Linked DNA regions of Mus musculus: region 1 is linked to region 2. Evidence: chromatin contacts called from public HiChIP or PLAC-seq data. All regions are on one chromosome and are shown on one strand. The core of a region is the stretch at or near the end of the contact, and the rest is flanking DNA. Distances in the headings are between cores, read along the strand shown.

The links. HiChIP or PLAC-seq counts read pairs in DNA pulled down with a chosen protein or histone mark.
Region 1: a contact with region 2 is called in a FOXA1 HiChIP or PLAC-seq map of pancreatic cancer cells. The contact joins the promoter of Cdk12 here to the promoter of B230217C12Rik in region 2. A contact is called at or near these places in 2 of 115 datasets of contacts at active chromatin or transcription factors (large pre-B cells and pancreatic cancer cells).

The regions. Positions count from the first base shown.
Region 1 is chr11:98,201,932-98,204,631 of GRCm38.p6, reverse strand. It overlaps Cdk12 (cyclin-dependent kinase 12), which reads right to left and starts at 1,327. Exons shown (of 14, transcript NM_001109626.1): 1 at 222-1,327. The coding sequence starts at 1,264. Gm38963 (a long non-coding RNA gene) reads left to right here and starts at 2,002. Exons shown (of 4, transcript XR_880193.2): 1 at 2,002-2,101.
Region 2 is chr11:97,839,763-97,842,462 of GRCm38.p6, reverse strand. It overlaps B230217C12Rik (RIKEN cDNA B230217C12 gene), which reads right to left and starts at 1,328. Exons shown (of 3, transcript NR_169086.1): 1 at 1,234-1,328; 2 at 887-989; 3 at 1-279.

The DNA.
Region 1 (2,700 bases), core at 78-2,577, 360 kb before region 2:
TCACAGCTGAAAGTTCTCCATTACTGCAAAGTACCTTACCTACCTTGCTTGAATAGTTGGAGGCACTTGGAATGTTTACTTCTCAATTGGGCGAGGGGAAAGCCAAACTTACCTAAATGACTTGTCAAAGAAGAACACTGAAAGCTTTAACAAAATGTTAAAGACTCATTTTCAATTCCTCCCAACCGACCCTACCTTAGGAAGGACAGACAACAGCTCACCTGGGGAGTGGACTCCGACTCAGAGACCTCTTGCTCAGGAAAGGGCTGCTTGATCGCCTTCGGCCATAGGGGCTGGGTGATCTCCCGCTGTAAGAGCCGCTCCTTTCATAGCTGGAGGACCGTCTCCGGCTATAGGGACTCACAGACCTCTGTCGTCGGCTGTAAGGACTGGGTGACCGAGTGCTGGACTGGTAAGCAGAAGGCTCTTTGTAAGGTGGGCTGATTGACTGCCTTCTTGAGGTACTTCCAGGACTCTTCTTGTAGGAGTCATAGTTGCTAGAAGTGTGAGACCTTGGGGGGCTAAGATCGTAGTCTTGGCCATAAGAAGCTCCGGAAGGGCTGTCATCTTGCTTGGAACTGTCAGACCATTTCCTATGGGGACTCCTGGATCTCCGTTTAGGGCTAGCCACGGTTTTGTAACTTTTGGGTGTTTCCCTTTTCCGATGACTTTTACTCCGGTCCTTGTATCCAGACTTTAACTCTCGCTCTTTGCGGGTCTTCTCCTTGTGCATTTTGGACGACCTGGATTCCTTGCTGCCGCTTTTGGATAGCTGGGCCTTCCCATAATCATCACTCCCCTCCACGGACCGTTTGGAACTGCCCGATACCCGGTCCTTCATAGATCCAGATTTGGAGACTTCCTGATTTTTTTCCTTTTCCGTCTGTTTAGTTTTTAGCAAGTCTCGGGACCGCCGGTGCTGGTGGTGACGATGTCGGTGCAGGCGATCGCTCCGATCCGTTCCCCGACGTTCCTCGTTCTCCCTCCGGTCTGATTTGAAGGCCGTGTCATCGGAGAAGGTGTCTGAATCAGAGCTGATGTCATCGTACTCCACCAGTGGTTTGATTATGGTACCCAAAGATGCCGCTTCGGGGGTCACCAGCCCCACGTCTTTGGAGTGCTTGGACTTATGCCGCTTGTGCTTCGACACCAAGCGGTGACGCTCCCTGCTGTTGGAGCTGCCACCTCCCGATGACGGCTGCGAAGTTCCAGAAGCTCCTCCGCTCCCGTCCTTCTTGCCCCCATGTCTCTCGGAATTGGGCATTCCCTTTCCCCGGGCCTGAAGCAGGGGAAAAAGTTCCCCGGCGCTCCAAAAAGCCCCACCCTCCCCCCCAGCCCCGACTCCACGCCCCCCGAAGAGCCCCTAGACGGGGGTGGGGAGGGCAGGGACCGCAGGCGAGGCTCCTCCTCCCTCTCGCCGCCTCAGCGCCCTCCTACATGAGGTGGGGGGTGAAGGAGAGAGGGAAGAAACCAAGAGTTCCTCGGCACGGGAGGAGCGCGACGCCGGGAGCTGCTCGAGTCCGCCCCTCACGGCCGCCCACCCCCGCCGAGCCGATATTCGGGCCCGCGAGCCCTGGCGCTCAAGGAAGTAGGAAGGCGTCCGCCGGAGCCTGTGGGGCCGACGGCGGCTCTGGAGCCCCGGGAGGACTACGCAGGCCCTTCCCCTACCCGGTCGCCCGGCTCGGGGCGGCTGGCTTCCTGTCGCCAGGCCTCCGCGGCCTAGGTTGCCTCAGCTCCCCCCCTTTGTCCCTCGTGCCTGAGGGAGCCCCCTTCGCTAGCCTCCGCCTCACACCGACACCTCACAGCCACATCTCACTCCCTCGCCCAGACTCACTCACACACTAGATTAAACCGAAACGGCACTAGAGGGGGAGGGGGAGGGGCGAATGCCGCAAGTATCGCGAGACTCCGCTGGACTCCCGCGATACTTGGCGCTTCCCTTTTCACCTCGACACATTCCTTCACCAGAAAACGCGAGAACGGGACCCAAGCCGCAAACGCAGCCCGTTAGATTCTCGCGATACTTTTCCAACTCCCCCTTTTGGGGGGCTTTATAGGAGCGGAAGTTGCGGAGATTACCTTTAAAATTTAAACCTAAATGGTAATTCTTTGATTAAATATCCCCAGGTTCCGGTGGGGATGGGTCTTAGCACAGCTTGTAAGAAGTCTTTTGATTTAATAGGGTTTAAAAAAAAAAAAAAAAACAAGGGACAAGTGAACATTGGGGACATTACAGCGCAAGTTTGAATATTGGGGATTCTGGTAGGGCTTGGGTTTCTGAGACAGGGTTTCTCTGAGTAGCCTTGGCTGTCCTGGAACTCACTCTGTAGACCAGGCTGGCCTCGAACTCAGAAATCCGCCTGCCTCTGCCTCCGGAGTGCTGCGATTAAGGGCATGGAGCACGCACCACCACCGCCCTGCTTTAAGTCTGAATGTGCAAACAACGCTTGGTACTGCGGAATTTGCTGAGTTTAGGCGTTTTGCATTCATTTTCTCTGCCCTCACACCCATGGGACACTGTCCTCATTGCGAATTTACAGGCAAGGACTCCCGGATTCAGGGGGGCTAGTCAGTAGAAAGGTTAGAGTGCCAAAGTTGGGGGAAATGTCAGGATGTCTTACAGCACGTTCTTAGTAACCCAGGCTGGACTCCCAGTTGTGGCTATTCAGCCTCAGCCGTTTCTCGACTGCTGGGATGTTT
Region 2 (2,700 bases), core at 79-2,578:
GAAAGGCTGTCCATATGAATGTTTGGGCAGTCTCCACTCTGACTTCACTGTTCCAATCTTCCATATTCTGAATAGTCCCTGTCTACAGCTCAATCGCATGCAGCAGCTGCCAGTGGCTGGCATTCTTGGACTAACTCCTGATGTCCCCAGGAGTGCCCCTGCCTCACAGAATGCCTTCGTGCCAAGGGTCAGCCACATCCGGATACACTGGAAGAGATCAGTTGGGCCTCAGGATTGCTGCTGGTGGTGAGAGGCCTCTTGCTGGACCCGACACAGGAGCTGTGGGAAACCCAAAAACAATGGTCAGCTGCAAACTGCAGCAGGGGTACCCCTACTGGTCAGGAACTAGCAGGAGTTCTGAGAATCCTCCCCATTCCTCTACACAACTGGGGAAAGTGGGCATCTCCCTCACCCCTTACCCCAAGTAGGTTTCATTTGCTATTTTTTCTCAAGTGGGAGTTAATCACTAGTGAACTAATGAATGCAGTTATGGCGCAGCAGTGAATTAATGAATACAATTATGCCAGCAGATTTGAAAACTGCCTTGTCCACACATAAGGATGTACTGTAGTCATTGTCAGGAGAGAATGGACAACTTGGTTTTGCATCTACCTGGAAGGAAATTAGGAAATAATAGTCTGTCCCCCTCCACCCCCCAGCACACTCCCTCCCATCCTACCTAAAACCTAGTGCATTTTATTTATATTTATTTATTTACTTATTTGTAGTGATGTTTATTTTTAAGAAATAACATTTTAAATCAATTCCCAAAGAAAGCTGGCCTTTCTTATTCTTTTCACATTGATCCAAGAAATGCTACGTCAATGTGTATGACAAATAGATACAAAAACAAGCTTTCTTTTCATTTTTTTTTTTTAATCAATACCCGAATAATGACCAGAAGCAAAACTCCACCGGTGCGTCAGCAAGCAGGATGCTCGGCCCTTCAGCTCCATCCTTCCCCTCGCAGCCCCTGCAGCGCCAGGCCACTAGAGAAGGTAAATTATGTAGGACAGAACCACCAGGCCTATGATGGCAAAGAACATGAGGATGAAAATATCCAGCATGGCTCAGTACAAGCAGAGGAGTCCCCTCGATTCCGGGGAAGTGGGAGCTGCAAGCGTGGAGGTCGGTCAGCGCGGAGAAATGGCTCCTCTTCCCTCCCGCTTCCTGTTCCCTCCCCCTCCCGGGGACCTGAAGCTAAGGGATGCTGCAACCCCATCAGCAACTTACTCTCCACCTCCACCATCACGGCCAGCCAATCACAAAGTCCACGGTGGGTAACCAGGGAACAGCTACTTTTAGACCAGGCAAAACCGGAGAGGTTTAATTTCTTCCCAGGAAGCCAGCCCCGCCCCTTTGTGTGGAAAAAAAAAAACAAAACAAAAAAACCGCTATCTCTATTTAGATACAGTTTCTGCACTGAGTGGGCTGCTCCGGAAGGTGTGAGCGGAGGATCTCTACAGACTCCTTAGGAATGGATTTTTCTGCCTTCCTTTTTCCTTCTCCCTCTCACACATCTCTGGTAATCTATCTCAGAAGACAAATTGTTGCCAGTTTTGTGGGCCATTACCTAGTTCAGAGAACATAGAGGAAGGTCTCATGTGAGTCTCAGGAGGCGAGGGGTGGGGGTAGGGCGACCCTGGGCATGGATCTGAGTTTTCTCACTGTGCTGGGGGTCATTTCAACCAGTCTGAAGTCTTTTAAAGCCTGAGCTCAAGGGTGGTCAGGAGCTTGCGTGATAAATTTAACAACTTGTCAATAGGGGGCAGGAGTCAAAGCGAGCCTCTCACATTCCACCAGACGCTGGCTTGCCTTGTTGGTCTGGGAGATCCTCAGAGCCCAAGCTCATTTGTGTCACATGAGGTCTCTCCTTCCCTTCTGTGGTGCCAGTTTCCCCCGTTTGTTTTCTCTGGATCTTCTGAATTTACCTCGTGTCGTCATCAGAGAAAACAGCAAAAAACCCACTCACACCCGCTCCTAGTGTCTAGAGATGCAAATCCAAGCATGGTTTTGTTGTTTCTTTTTGTATTATTATTAATTATTGTTGTTGTTTTATTTTGTCTTGAGGGAGTCTCAGTTAGCCCAGGCTGGCCCTTGACTGGATTCTCCTGACTCTACCTCTCAGCCTCTGAGCACTGCCATTACAGCTGGCTTTCATGTGGTTTCTTCTGAGGGACCGAATCTTACAAAAACTCAATGATAGGGCTCAAGGGGTAATGGTGTTGTACACCAAACCTGAGGACCTGAGTTCAATCCCTGGGGCCCACAGTGGAAAGACAAGGACTCCTTTCTGTTAGTTGTCCTGTGATGTCCACACATGCCCTTTGGTGTACACACACATACATAAACAATCACATTAAAAAAAAAAAACCCACACCCACTGCGATGTATTTTGATTCTTTCTGCTTTGTGTTGTGTACCAACTGTTTATTAAAAAGGAAAGGATTTCTATAGGTCAGTTTCTAAGGTCTGGCATTCTTAGACTCTCCCCAAATATTTTCTTTGAAGGGTCTAGACCTTGAGATCTTAATAACCCCCTTTCTTTTTTCTTTTCTTTTTTTTTTTTTTTTTTTTTTTTTTTTTTTTTGGTTTTTTGAGACAGGGTTTCCCTGCAGCCCTGGAACTCACTTTGTAGACCAGGCTGGCCTCAAACTCAGAAATCCACCTGCCTCTGCCTCCCGAGTGCTGGGATTAAAG